Linked DNA regions of Mus musculus: region 1 is linked to region 2. Evidence: chromatin contacts called from public Hi-C data. All regions are on one chromosome and are shown on one strand. The core of a region is the stretch at or near the end of the contact, and the rest is flanking DNA. Distances in the headings are between cores, read along the strand shown. Region 1 holds the start of Cyp4v3 (cytochrome P450, family 4, subfamily v, polypeptide 3). Region 2 holds the start of Klkb1 (kallikrein B, plasma 1).

Region 1 (2,783 bases), core at 265-2,764, 38 kb after region 2:
CAGTTTTTGTCCTGGGTCGCAGAAGTGATAATAAAGGATCTTAAGAAGATTTAAATGCTTAGCATAGGGAATGCCAGGGTTGTGACATGGGAGTGGGTGGGAGGGTGGGAGAGCACCCTCATAGAAGCAGGGGGAGGGGATGGGATAGGGAGGTTTTGGAGGGGAAACCGGAAAGGGGGATAACATTTGAAATGTAAATAAAGAAAATAACCAATAAAAAATTTAAAAATAAAATGAGATGCAACTATATTAAAACCTATATTAAAGAAGATTTAAAATTGATGGTCAGCCCGTAAAACAACTATTAATAGTTAATCTGAAGAAAAGGTAGGATCTGGTGTAGGTTCTTTTAAAATGTGCCATCTGGAAGTCTCTTCTCAGTTCTGGATGTCCAGGCTTACACAGCCATGAAGATTAAGTGTTAAGACTGAATACACTATCTCTAACAGGGAACCACAGATACCACTATTTTTAAGAACTTTCTGACTTTAGGTATTTTTCTAAAGCAAAAGAACAAAATTTTTTTGCATAAAACATTTCTTTAAAATTATTTCAGGTTTAAAAAACACCACCAACAACAATAACGACAAAAACCTCTCCAATAAGTAAGATTTTTGAACCTAGCCATATAAATTTACTTCAAGGCCCTTGGCAGTAGAGTCTGCTGAAGTGGCCTTGAAAGACTTCCTCAGAAGGATTGATCTACAAAGGCCAAGAGGATTTTAACTGCATATCAATCAATTAATTTTACTTGGAAAGACTGTAACCTGTTCTATACACACATGCTATATACACATATGTATGTTTGCTATGCTCGTTATAGGATGGGAGGCACAAAGCAATTTGGCAGGCACTAGAGTGGAAATGGGTATGGGGAGAATTAGGAACTTACTCCCTGGAGGGTAAGGGTGAGTTGGAGGGGTGGGGGTGTGGAGGTTGGAAGATTTCTTCTTTCTCCTAGCAGGTCTGAGGGATGTGAAGACCTCAATTGTGGCAAGAAAAAGTTGGGAGGGAGTGGGAGCAGTCCATTAAATAGGTGTCTCTGACTGACGAGGCGCCTAACAGCCTTAGTTAGAGTAGTAGACGGAGTAGACACTTCCTTGTACATACACATACCTGCGTTGTTGGGCTTCATATAAAGCGCGTGTCCCACCAAGGGGTAGGCGCGGGCCACCGACGGGATTGACCGCATCTGCTGCCATTTCCGCGCGTAGCTTACCAGCATCGGAAAGATGCTGATCAGGATAGTGGCGCCGGCCAGGGAGACCGCGCTCGCTGCGCCCCAAAGCAATAGTTTCTGCCCACTGAGCCCTAACCACAGCCACAACATCTCTCTGATTCCCCTCTTCCCTCTGGATTGCCAGTGAGAAGGTGGCGACCAGTCGCTGCCGGGTGCAGAGGAGGGAGGGACAAATTCGGGAACTCCAAGCTCCCGGCTCAGGGCTCAGGAAAAAGAACCCCCGGGGCACACCAGGTCCTCTCAGATCTTCCAGCTCTGGAGCTGGGAAAATCTGTAGCGTCTGCACCACGCCCTGGGGACAAACTTTCCGAGGGGGCGGGGAAAGCTCCCGCAGGTTTGTTGTGATGCCCTGCACGAGTCTGCGTACTACGCGCCAGCCACTGGGGTTCAAGGCGAAAGCGAAAGACCGGAACAACTTCTGAGCTCTGAAGTTCAGAATGCACGTGAAAGCTCACGGTGTGGAAAGATGAGGATGGCGGAGGAAGTCGAATTTAGGGTAGCTTCGGGATGGAGAAGAAACTAGAAATTCGCATCGCCAGTTCCGGACACCCTAGGGCCGGCTAATGTGGGCTGTTAAGAATTTTGCAACTCCCTTGCTTTGTGGAAGGATTACAGATCTCATAAGCAGTCTGTTTTAAAAAATTCAAATGAAGAGTCCTCGGTGTCGAAAGGCAGTTTTTGGAATTCTAAATTCAACTAGCCCTTGCGCAAACCTGCATCAGTTGCTGCCCTAGGGCAGGGCCGGTTGCCCAGGGGCACCGGACACACTCTGGCCCCTGCTTCAGGGTCCGGCACAGCAACCGCCTTCCCATGACCTAGAAGTTTAGGGAAGCCACGTATCCAGTGAGTGTCAGCTGACAGACTGAATCACCAGAACTAAAGGAGAACACAGTCTAGCACTTCCCTAAACATTCTCTGATCAAGGAAAGCCAGAACTAGAGAGAACAAGGGTGGGGATGGAGGGGCTCAGAAGTGGGTGGAAGAAGGCATGCTATGAGGAGGGTTGGCAACAGTAATGGGGCACAGTCAAAGTGAAGCTAAAATGCCAAGCCTGCAGAAAGGGAAAGGCCAGAAAGAAGAAGCTAGCAAAGTTATTTACTAGCTACCCATGGAGGTCTCCAGCCTGAACAGGAGTCCCTGTTCTACACCCCATTGTCCTTACCAAAGGGCAGGATGAGAAGTGCCCTTGCCTACTGCACACTGGGGAGAGTGCCAAGAAAGTTGAAATCCACAGATGCCCTGGATTCTCATTTTCTTGAGAATGTTATTTTCATACAGAGACTGCATGGTGTGCCCACAAACACCCGTGTGGCCTCTGGGACCTGAAGAAAGCACATCTAGGGCTTTCCTCAGTTGAATTTTTAAAAACGTATTACATTCTTTTTAAACTGTATGCAAGCATGGAGATCAGAGGACAACAACCCACCATGTGGTTTTGGAGGCTCAAACGCAAGTGGTCAAGTTTGGTGTCAAGCTCTTTGGCCAGCTGAGCCATGTTGCCCACCCCTGCAGTTACTTTTTACAAAAGAGCCATCTGGTGTGT
Region 2 (2,700 bases), core at 47-2,546:
GCTCATATCCTGAAAAGCAAAGGAATAAACAGGGAAAGAGCACTGACATCGAGTGTTGAAAGCTGTCCCTCCAGACTGCCAAAGGGATACTATACTTGTGAAACCCAAAGCAGGTACTTTCAGTTTAGAAATGGCTCTGTATGTCTTATATTAAAAATACTATATACTAATCAGATACCTGGATTAGACTCAAATCATTATGCAATATCTGATATTATTTCCAATTTTCAGGTAGAGTTTTTATTTAGAAGGCTGATATTATAAAGACAAACAACTCTGCGGGGGTGGGAGAGGCTCTGTTAAAGAGTAAACTCAAAACAGATATTTCTGCTAACAGGTGCAGTGATGTCTCTAAGTTCCTCCCCCTGTTCATCTGTGTTTGGGGTAATGTATCTAAGTTCTTGCCTTGGAGTATCAACAGCTGCCTTGTCCCCCAAAGCTGTACAGTTAAAGGCTTCCTCCAGGAGTGGTATAGATTGCAAGACCATTCCTCTCTCACACACTATTAATTTGAACTCCTTAAACTAATACTTACCACAGGAGACGGTAGCAAACAAGGAAACAAAATAACCCACTCGGTTGAATAAAATCATCCTTTGAAAGAAAAAAATATACATATAACTACTAGGTTGAGATCATGTTTACCATGTATTTAATAGACAATTTAACTTCATGTAGACTTCACCTTTTTGATAAATGTCTAAGTTGCAAATCACAGCACATAATCACCAGGAGAAGGAAGATTTGGCTGTGGGATATTTTGTATATAGAAAATTAAAATATTTATCATGCTTCCCAAGATCCAAATTGAGACCTCTAGATTACTATCAGTGTGTATTAGTGTATTTATTGTTAATTTTGAAGATTTATTTCTAATAATTTTGTAAAGAGTTAATACAAATAATTAAAAACACTTATTAAATTTCCAGATTAATGCAAAATTATTATGAATAAGGACAATAATATCACCCACAACCTTCACAGAAAGGACATCTTTGAAAAGAATCAAAAACTTATTCTTGGTTTTAAAATATTTTACATTAATATATTTGTATAGAAAGAAAAACAACTCCTTGTAGATTTTCTAAAAACTCAGGAAATTAGTGCATTATACCAGTGAGCTTTTGTTCATGCAGAAATAGTTATATTGAAAAAAAAAAACCCAAGACACAGGAAATAACAAGACCGGTAGAAAGCAGCTACCTGGAAGGATGGTCACGTTGTGGTTCTGGAGGAGAGGGAGTCTTCACATGAAGATGGTCTTCAAGCCCTCTGAATATGGCACCGAGGGCGGTCTTTGCTTGGCTCCAGTGTTTACACTGGGTTTCTGGCATCAGTTTCAACTGTTTAACCTGTCAATATAGTCCACGGACATCCCAGTCCAGGTTCAGCTACTTAATATGTTACCAATTTCAAGAAGTCATATAAACACGATGACAGAGCTGGAGGCTCCAAAATGGGTCCCTTTGCAGAAGAATCCATGGGAACAATTCTCTGTGCACAAAAAAAAATGCCTTCCGAGTTGTTAAGGAATCCAGATGATAGGTTGCACCCCCCAACCCCGGTTGAAAATGTGGACCTAGTGAATATGCATTGAGGAATGTTAGACTTTTCACATTAACCGTGAAACCCTCCTACCAATCCTAAGCAGCGCAGCAAGGAGATGTGTTCCAAATGCATGAAGAAGAGTGATGTAAACATTACTTTTCACGGGTCTGAAAACAAGCCCATCCCAGGAAATTCCAGTATCCGGCCAGACCCTGCAGACCCAGGCTCCAGGATGTTAACCTCAGGCCCAGTCACCGGGTCTACTACCCCCGTAGAATCTTTTCCAGGACTGTAATTGTAGATTTGGGAACAAACTCATGCCCGTGGGCTTGAGTTTGGACATTGCCTCTGGAGGCTCAGTTTCTAGGCTCATTTCAACATCTGCACTTTAAGCCAGTCCTCGATCATAAGATACTGGCCCCATTGAACTGGGTATCCAAGCATGAGCCCAGGGACTCAATCATCAATGTAATTGCAATGGACCCTGATGCCAGGCTATTTTCTATGGACCCGAGATTCAAACAGCCTTGCACATTCAACTCTAACTGCACAGTTGGCTAACCCAGAATCTATTGAAGAGATAAATGACTAATAGGTTTGCATGTTTTTAAAGCCTAAAATCATGGTGGAGCTTGCAGGATATCTCAGGGGGTCAAAGGCATTTACTGTCAAGCCTAATGACTGGAGTTCTATCCCCAGAACCTGCACAGTGGAGGGAGTAAGGCAACCCCCTAAAAGTGTCCTTTGACCACCACACCTATACTTCTTCTGTGTGTGCACACATAACCATGCAAGAGGTTGCTGCAGACCCTCTGGGTCCCTGTGTCTGTGTAGAACGGGTCTCTAGAGTAGGTGGGCAAAGCTTAGGATTAAATTGACAAACAGATGCACACAAGAGAGGTGTTGAATCTGAATGTAATCTCTGGTCGAACATTAGACTATTTTATATTACAACGAATTATCAGGAGCTACAAATCACAATAAGACAAGGTACACTGAAATTTACCAGATACAAGCAAGAAAGGAATTTGCAGGAACTAGATAAATGTTTACAATAGAAATTACCAGCCCTGCCTAGGATCAGGCTAATGCCAGGCAAGAGTTTCACACTTTAGTGTTAATAGCACCAGGGGGTTTTAACTCTTGACAGGC

What was found. Hi-C and Micro-C count contacts between places; a contact is called where the count stands out from the background.
Region 1: a Hi-C map of liver shows a contact between it and region 2, with 1.8 times the contacts expected there. The contact joins the promoter of Cyp4v3 here to the promoter of Klkb1 in region 2. A contact is called at or near these places in 2 of 39 promoter capture datasets (both in liver), 8 of 484 Hi-C or Micro-C datasets (brown adipocytes, embryonic stem cells, liver and 1 more), 5 of 115 datasets of contacts at active chromatin or transcription factors (embryonic stem cells, hepatocytes, intestinal crypt epithelium and 1 more) and 2 of 9 other capture datasets (adipose tissue and pancreatic islet).

Annotation. Positions count from the first base shown.
Region 1 is chr8:45,331,649-45,334,431 of GRCm38.p6, forward strand. It overlaps Cyp4v3 (cytochrome P450, family 4, subfamily v, polypeptide 3), which reads right to left and starts at 1,515. Exons shown (of 11, transcript NM_133969.3): 1 at 1,117-1,515. The coding sequence starts at 1,330. The region is part of intron 3 of Gm30504 (a long non-coding RNA gene); the gene reads left to right.
Region 2 is chr8:45,293,539-45,296,238 of GRCm38.p6, forward strand. It overlaps Klkb1 (kallikrein B, plasma 1), which reads right to left and starts at 1,297. Exons shown (of 15, transcript NM_008455.3): 1 at 1,204-1,297; 2 at 536-594. The coding sequence starts at 593. The region is part of intron 3 of Gm30504 (a long non-coding RNA gene); the gene reads left to right.